Linked DNA regions of Mus musculus: region 2 is linked to region 1. The links are chromatin contacts, called in public Hi-C maps. All regions are on one chromosome and are shown on one strand. The core of a region is the stretch at or near the end of the contact, and the rest is flanking DNA. Distances in the headings are between cores, read along the strand shown. Region 1 overlaps Col5a1 (collagen, type V, alpha 1). Region 2 overlaps F730016J06Rik (a long non-coding RNA gene).

What was found. A called contact is a pair of places that touch in the nucleus more often than the background predicts.
Region 2: a Hi-C map of rod photoreceptor shows a contact between it and region 1, with 2.8 times the contacts expected there. The contact joins two enhancer-like sites. A contact is called at or near these places in 16 of 484 Hi-C or Micro-C datasets (the G1E-ER4 cell line, the HPC-7 cell line, embryonic stem cells and 4 more).

The regions. Positions count from the first base shown.
Region 1 is chr2:27,929,731-27,932,642 of GRCm38.p6, reverse strand. All of the region lies in intron 4 of Col5a1 (collagen, type V, alpha 1), which reads right to left. Among named protein-coding and RNA genes, the nearest start is that of Col5a1, 45 kb to the right of the region's middle. Within about 2 kb of position 1,457, at least 37 of the 459 cell types and tissues checked have an H3K27ac peak or open chromatin away from gene starts, as enhancers often do. A contact at or near this core is called in rod photoreceptor, where this site is marked.
Region 2 is chr2:28,117,443-28,120,354 of GRCm38.p6, reverse strand. The region is part of intron 3 of F730016J06Rik (a long non-coding RNA gene); the gene reads right to left. Among named protein-coding and RNA genes, the nearest start is that of F730016J06Rik, 24 kb to the right of the region's middle. Within about 2 kb of position 1,409, at least 17 of the 459 cell types and tissues checked have an H3K27ac peak or open chromatin away from gene starts, as enhancers often do. A contact at or near this core is called in rod photoreceptor, where this site is marked.

The DNA of each region.
Region 1 (2,912 bases), core at 208-2,707:
CGCTGTGCAGTAACTGCAAGCCTGTGCCAGCAGTGCCCTGGCCTCAGCCTCAGCACCAGCAGCCTCCCACTCCTCAAATCAGAGAGCTACGGAACAAAGTGGCCTTTAACAAGCATAAGAATCTTGTGGGAAGTAAAGGCCATTGGAGAAGTTTCCAGCAAGAACTTTCTGGAGGAGCCAGGCAATGAAAATGAAGAAAGCAGCGGACACCATTATCTGAAACCTGGAAAGCAGAGAGTTAAATACCTTCGATTCCAAAAGGGATTAAAAATTCACTTGCAAGGAGACACATAGAAGCTGAGACCAGCCCCCCTCCTCTGCCATTGCACTGTGAGAAGCAAAGAGTAGAAAAAGTCCCTACTGGCCACCCTCCGCCTTGCTGCCCTAGCTGGTCTTCATTAAGGAAGACAGGTCCAATTTCCCACCGTGAGCACAGCTAACAGCCAGGAAACCCTGGGGCTGGGAAAACACAGACCTCAGACCATTAACAACTTGTGGTCAACAAAAATCCCTGGCTTCTGGCAGCCGCTCCCCCTCAAATCAAATTCCAAGGCAGGAGGAAAGAGCTCACCAGCAACTCAGAACTGTGCATGCATTGCACCCTGCTGTTCTAACAGAGTTGCCAGACATCAGTTGCAGGGTGAGAACCACCCTGTGCATGGCAAGAGAAAGCCAAAGGGGCAAAGCTGGACTCTGCAGCCAGTGTCCAAACGTGTTTAAAGACTGGGGCCTGTCTTCATTCTCAACACAAATTGGTAACCATTACCGAGGGCCTGCTGTGGATCACACATGTGTATGTCTTCTGTGGACTGATTCCTGAGTGAGTGAGTGTGTGTGTGTGTGTGTGTGTGTGTGTGTGTGTGTGTGTGTGCATGCGTGCACTAAGTCAGTGAGAGTCAGGCTCAGTGAAATCTAGTCTCCAGAAACAAGGTGGAAGGTGAGGGAGCCATTTGGCATTGACTGCTGGCCTTCAGATGCACACATGCATGCACATGCATGTGCATAGACCACACACACACACACACACACACAGAGAAACACACACATATAGAGACACATACACACAGAGAAGCACACACAGACACAGAAATAAACACACATATACATACAGAGAAAAATACACAGATGCTTTTTTTAAAAATGCAAAGCGTTTCCAGAAACTTGATGATAAAAGGCATGTTGGCACAGCCTGTAGAAATGACAAGCACAGCCCGACACTGCTAGTACACAGCAAATTCAGTCAGACCGGATGTTTTGCTTAGCTCTGGGATGTCCTTGTATGCCTGCCTTTAAGATTTTGGTCACCAGAGAGTGGACAGCAGGGGCCACCCTCGCTCTCCTGGCTAAGAGTTCTCTCTCCGGCTCCTCTAGTACCCTCTTATGCCCACTCTTCAGGGCAGCCCTGGCACTTCCCAGCATCTTAGCTTTTACCTAGATCCTCCCACAAGGTAATCCGTAAAAGCAGTACTTGACCCCTGGGCAAGCTGTAAGCACTAGCTTCCCACAAGACCCAGCAGGTACCTGTCTAGCTGAGGACACTCAGCCACACCCCTGTTCATCCCAGATTTCTGGGCACATCTAGTCAGAAGCTTGCCCAGAGGGCAGCCCCATAGCTTACAGGATCCAGTACTGCCTGTTCCCATGTGCCTGTCCCACCTGGCAGAAGGCCTGGACTATGAGTCCAGCAGACCCATTCACCCACCGCTCTCACCTTCTGGAGACTGACCCCATTTCCACATGAGGCAGCTGGCTGCTCTGGACTCTCCTCAGCTATTGACTGCAGATTCTAGCCCAACCTCACCCTAGCTGACCTTGGCCCAACCTCCACAATGAGTGTGGTTCACACCCATCAGGCACTCACTCCTTGGCACACTCAGCTACATGTCACTTTTGCCACAGATCCATGTATAGCATTGCAATTCCACATCAGTCACAAAGTACCAGCAGAGCACTAAGGTCGGTTCGACATGGCATCCAGCCTGCTGGGCCTGAGTCACTGGGAGGACATGGCCCAGAACCTCCACCACAGCGGTGAGAGCATCAGCAGGCCTCATCAGACACAGGTGGCAACTGCACCTGGTGGTGAGCCAGCACAAGGAGGAAATAGCATTCACATGGTATTTAGAGACTGAGGAGAGCACGACCCCCATTCTGTCCTGTCCAACCCCTGGAGGGAGATATCTAAGAACCAAGATCACCCTCGGAGACCATTCTCTGGGTGATTACCAAACTTCTTCAGCCAGGGGCCCTCAGCTCCCAAACTTCCCACAAAGTCCAAAGTATGTCAAAGAAAAGAAACCAGGCCAAGTGTCCCAGCCCAAGTCCATGGTCTCAGGCTCCAGATGCGCTTGGGACACAGACCTCAGAGATGCCTGTTCCAGTGCATCTGGTTTCAGGTGGCCTCCAGGGCCACCAGACACCTGCACGGGCTCTCAACCTTCTTCCTGAAGCAAAGACAGTTCCCAAAATGCTTCTATGCCCAACAGGAATCCAGAAGACTCTAGACTGAAATGCAGGCTCAAGCCCCTTCTCTGTTTTCTGCTCTTGTCTCTGGGGAATTTCCCAGAGAAGCAGGCTCAGCTGCTGGATCATTGAACACACACACACACACACACACACACACACAAACACACACACAAACACACACAAACACACACAAACACACACACACACACACACACACACACACACACCCCGAGTCATTTGGTTCCCTCCCAGTTATCCCAGGAGTGGCCCAGTTCTGCCCTGCAAGTACCACTCAGAGGAAGCTGGCTCTCCTCAGTAGAACCCTTACCCATAAGAAGGTGCCAGTCAGAGCAAGCTTGCCAAAGCCCTGTCTCTATCCCAATGTGGCACCCAGGAGACAACTACTGGGTTGCTTAGAAACAGGCAGTCACCGCCACCCCTGCATG
Region 2 (2,912 bases), core at 160-2,659, 190 kb before region 1:
CTCAGTCTTGCATCTCTCACGTCTTCAAAACCAATGCCACCTGGATGTCATTGCCAAGTTCTGCAGGCAGCTGACAACCCCTGGAAACAACTGGGTGAGGGGTAGAGAAACCCTTCAGGTTAGGCTTTCTCATGATTCTTCACAGACGAAGCCTGGGGGCGGGGGGGGGGGGTGTAGGTCTGCCTTCTCTACTGTTCCAGTGCAGTGTATGAGGCGCTCTTCAGCAGTGGGGAGACAGTCACAGCTGCTTTTCCATACCAGCCTGAACACTCCCTGGTCCCCTAGTTTCCTGTTAAACAAAATGGTCTATCATGTCTCAATTTAGCTTCACATAAGTTCTTGAGACGCAGGCAGAATGAAGCCAGGTTCTTGGCCAAAATTTCACGCTAATGGTTCTAGTCAAGTTCCCAACAGTTATTCCTCCCTCCAAACCCTCACGAGCTGGGTCTCCACTGTTCATGGTTTCCTTGTTTCTCAGATGAACCTAGGACAATGTGCAGTATAGAGTCAATGGTTCTGACCCTGGAGATGTCCTCCCATGATTGCCCCGGGTGCCCTGTAGCCTATGGACTCACTCTCTGGTTCAGGCGACCAGCCACGTTTCTTCCTTTTGACTGATTTCCCCTTGGCCTCGGCAGCCTGAGCACACATTCTTGCTGATTCATAGGAAACTCTGAATCAAGCAGGAGAATGGTCTCTTCTGATTTCATGGGTGTACGTGGGAGCCTAGAACTGGACTTCTAGTGTCTTCCTCTGTTGCCCTTGAGACAGGATCAACCTAGACTCATCCTAAGAGCTTGGGACTTTTTGTCCCCTAAGCTGGAGGCCAACAAGCTCCAACGATCCTTCCATCTTTGTGTCCCCTCCCGCCCTTCACTGCTAAGCTTACAGACTTGCATGGCCACCCCTGGCATTTCATGCAGCCACTGAGGGTTCTCACGCCTGTGCATGAGTGCTTACTTGTTGAGCCATCACCCCAGACCCCACTGCCTCCTGGGTAATCTGTTTCAGGGACTCCAGCTTCTTAGTCCTCCCGGACCCTCAGCTGCTTCCTGTGCTTTGGAGCGGGGATACAGGGCTCCCCTTCTCCAGGCAGAAAGCAAAGCTTTGGTCAGGTCTTCTGCTTCTTATCCAACTGGCAGGCTACTGCTAGATCTGTTTTGCCCAGCTTTCTCTCTCTTTTTTCCATGTTATTTAAAGTTGTCTCTGGAGAGAGAGGCTCTGGCTATGGGTGCTCTATCTCAGCTGAAAGCTGCTTTAATTTTTTTCTGCTTTAACCAATAAAGGTTTTACTAGAAATATTTATTCAACAAATATTTATTTCTACAATGTCAACATGCCTAGTACTGGCTTGGGCATGAGGAGGTGGGGCTGTGAAGACAGACAGAACCCCAGTCCTCCGAGGTGAGCCAGGCATAAGCGAGCCTCACAATTAGCTATTTAATTACCATGGTGATAAGTAAGGCTTATAAAAGCTGACAGCATCTGAGCAAATGTGGCAAAGTTGACCTGATTATTTATGAAAGGTTTGTTTTGGAAAATAGACTATAATGAGTTCATTTGCAGGATGAGGCAGAGAGATTCTCCTGGAGTCCCAGGAGAGAAGCGAGGGAGCCTTGGATGAAGGGAGTGGGGAGTGGATCCCCACCGGGTGCTGTCCTACCAAGTGGTAACTGGCTCTGCCTGGCAGCCTGCCAGATGTCCATCCAGCACATGTGTGCTCACAGGTGGAGCAAGGAAGATGGCGAAGGCACTCAGGTGGAGGTCCCCAGGCATCTACCGGCAGCTGCCCACTCCCTGCTCACTTTTATTTTCTAGTAACCCACATGCTGAATTACAAACATAAAATAGCCCCTGGGAACCCAACCTGCTGGACTTCTTCCCTTCAGGTGGGGAAAGTGGGGGCTGGCGATGGGGAGAATATCAACCAAGACCACATGGGGAGATGAGGCTGAAGTTAGAGTCCCTGCCTGCGGAGTTCCAGAGTAAGAGGCTCTCACGTGCCTCTTCCCTCCCTTAGCCACCATGCCTACCTGAAAGTGAATCCTGTCCCTGTCTGGTGATGCTGCAGAGTGTGGTGCTGGAGCAGACTCTGTGCTGTGCATGTTAGCAGCCCCTCCTCTCCAGCACCACTGATCTCTTCTGAATGCTCTTGCAGGGATCATCCCACCAACAGCCGCCGGCAGAGACCATTACATTTATTATTCATACCAAGGAGGGTTTCGGGGCAGCTGGCACACACTAACTGGGAAGCACATTATTGTTTCATTAAAGATTGATCACACATGCAGCTGGTCATTTAAATAATGGCTCTGCTGACACTGTTAATTGAATGATAAACGATTCCACCCCTGCCCCTCTAAGTCAATATCAGCGCTACTCCAGAAGAGCACAGCCTGTTCTCTGGCAGTGGGGCTAGGGAAGGCCGGGGGTGGGGCAGGTCGTTCTGGTTGCACACAAGGTGCGTTTGGGGGTCACAGAGGCCAGGCAGGAGCATTTCATACTGCCCAAGTGTTCAAGAACCTGTGCACAGCTGCCGAGAGCTCAGCTGAGTTCAACTTCTCCACAAGGAACTTGATTTAATTTAATAAGACAGATACTGTGTGTGGTTTAATGCCACTTCATTACAGAAGCAGACTGATGGAGGCTCAGGGTGTTAGATAGCACACTGGGCATCATGGACCAGTGCAGTTCTTCTGGAGTGGATGGGCACCACAAACTGCTGGGATAGAGGGAGGCATCAGGGAGCGAGATTGTGTCACTCACTCGCTCACTAACTCATTCATTCATTCATTCACTCATTCACTGCTCATGCATTCATTGACTCATCCCATTCACTGATTCCCTCATTCATGCACTCATTCTCATTTGTCTATTCATCCATTCATCACTCACTCATTCATTGATTCACC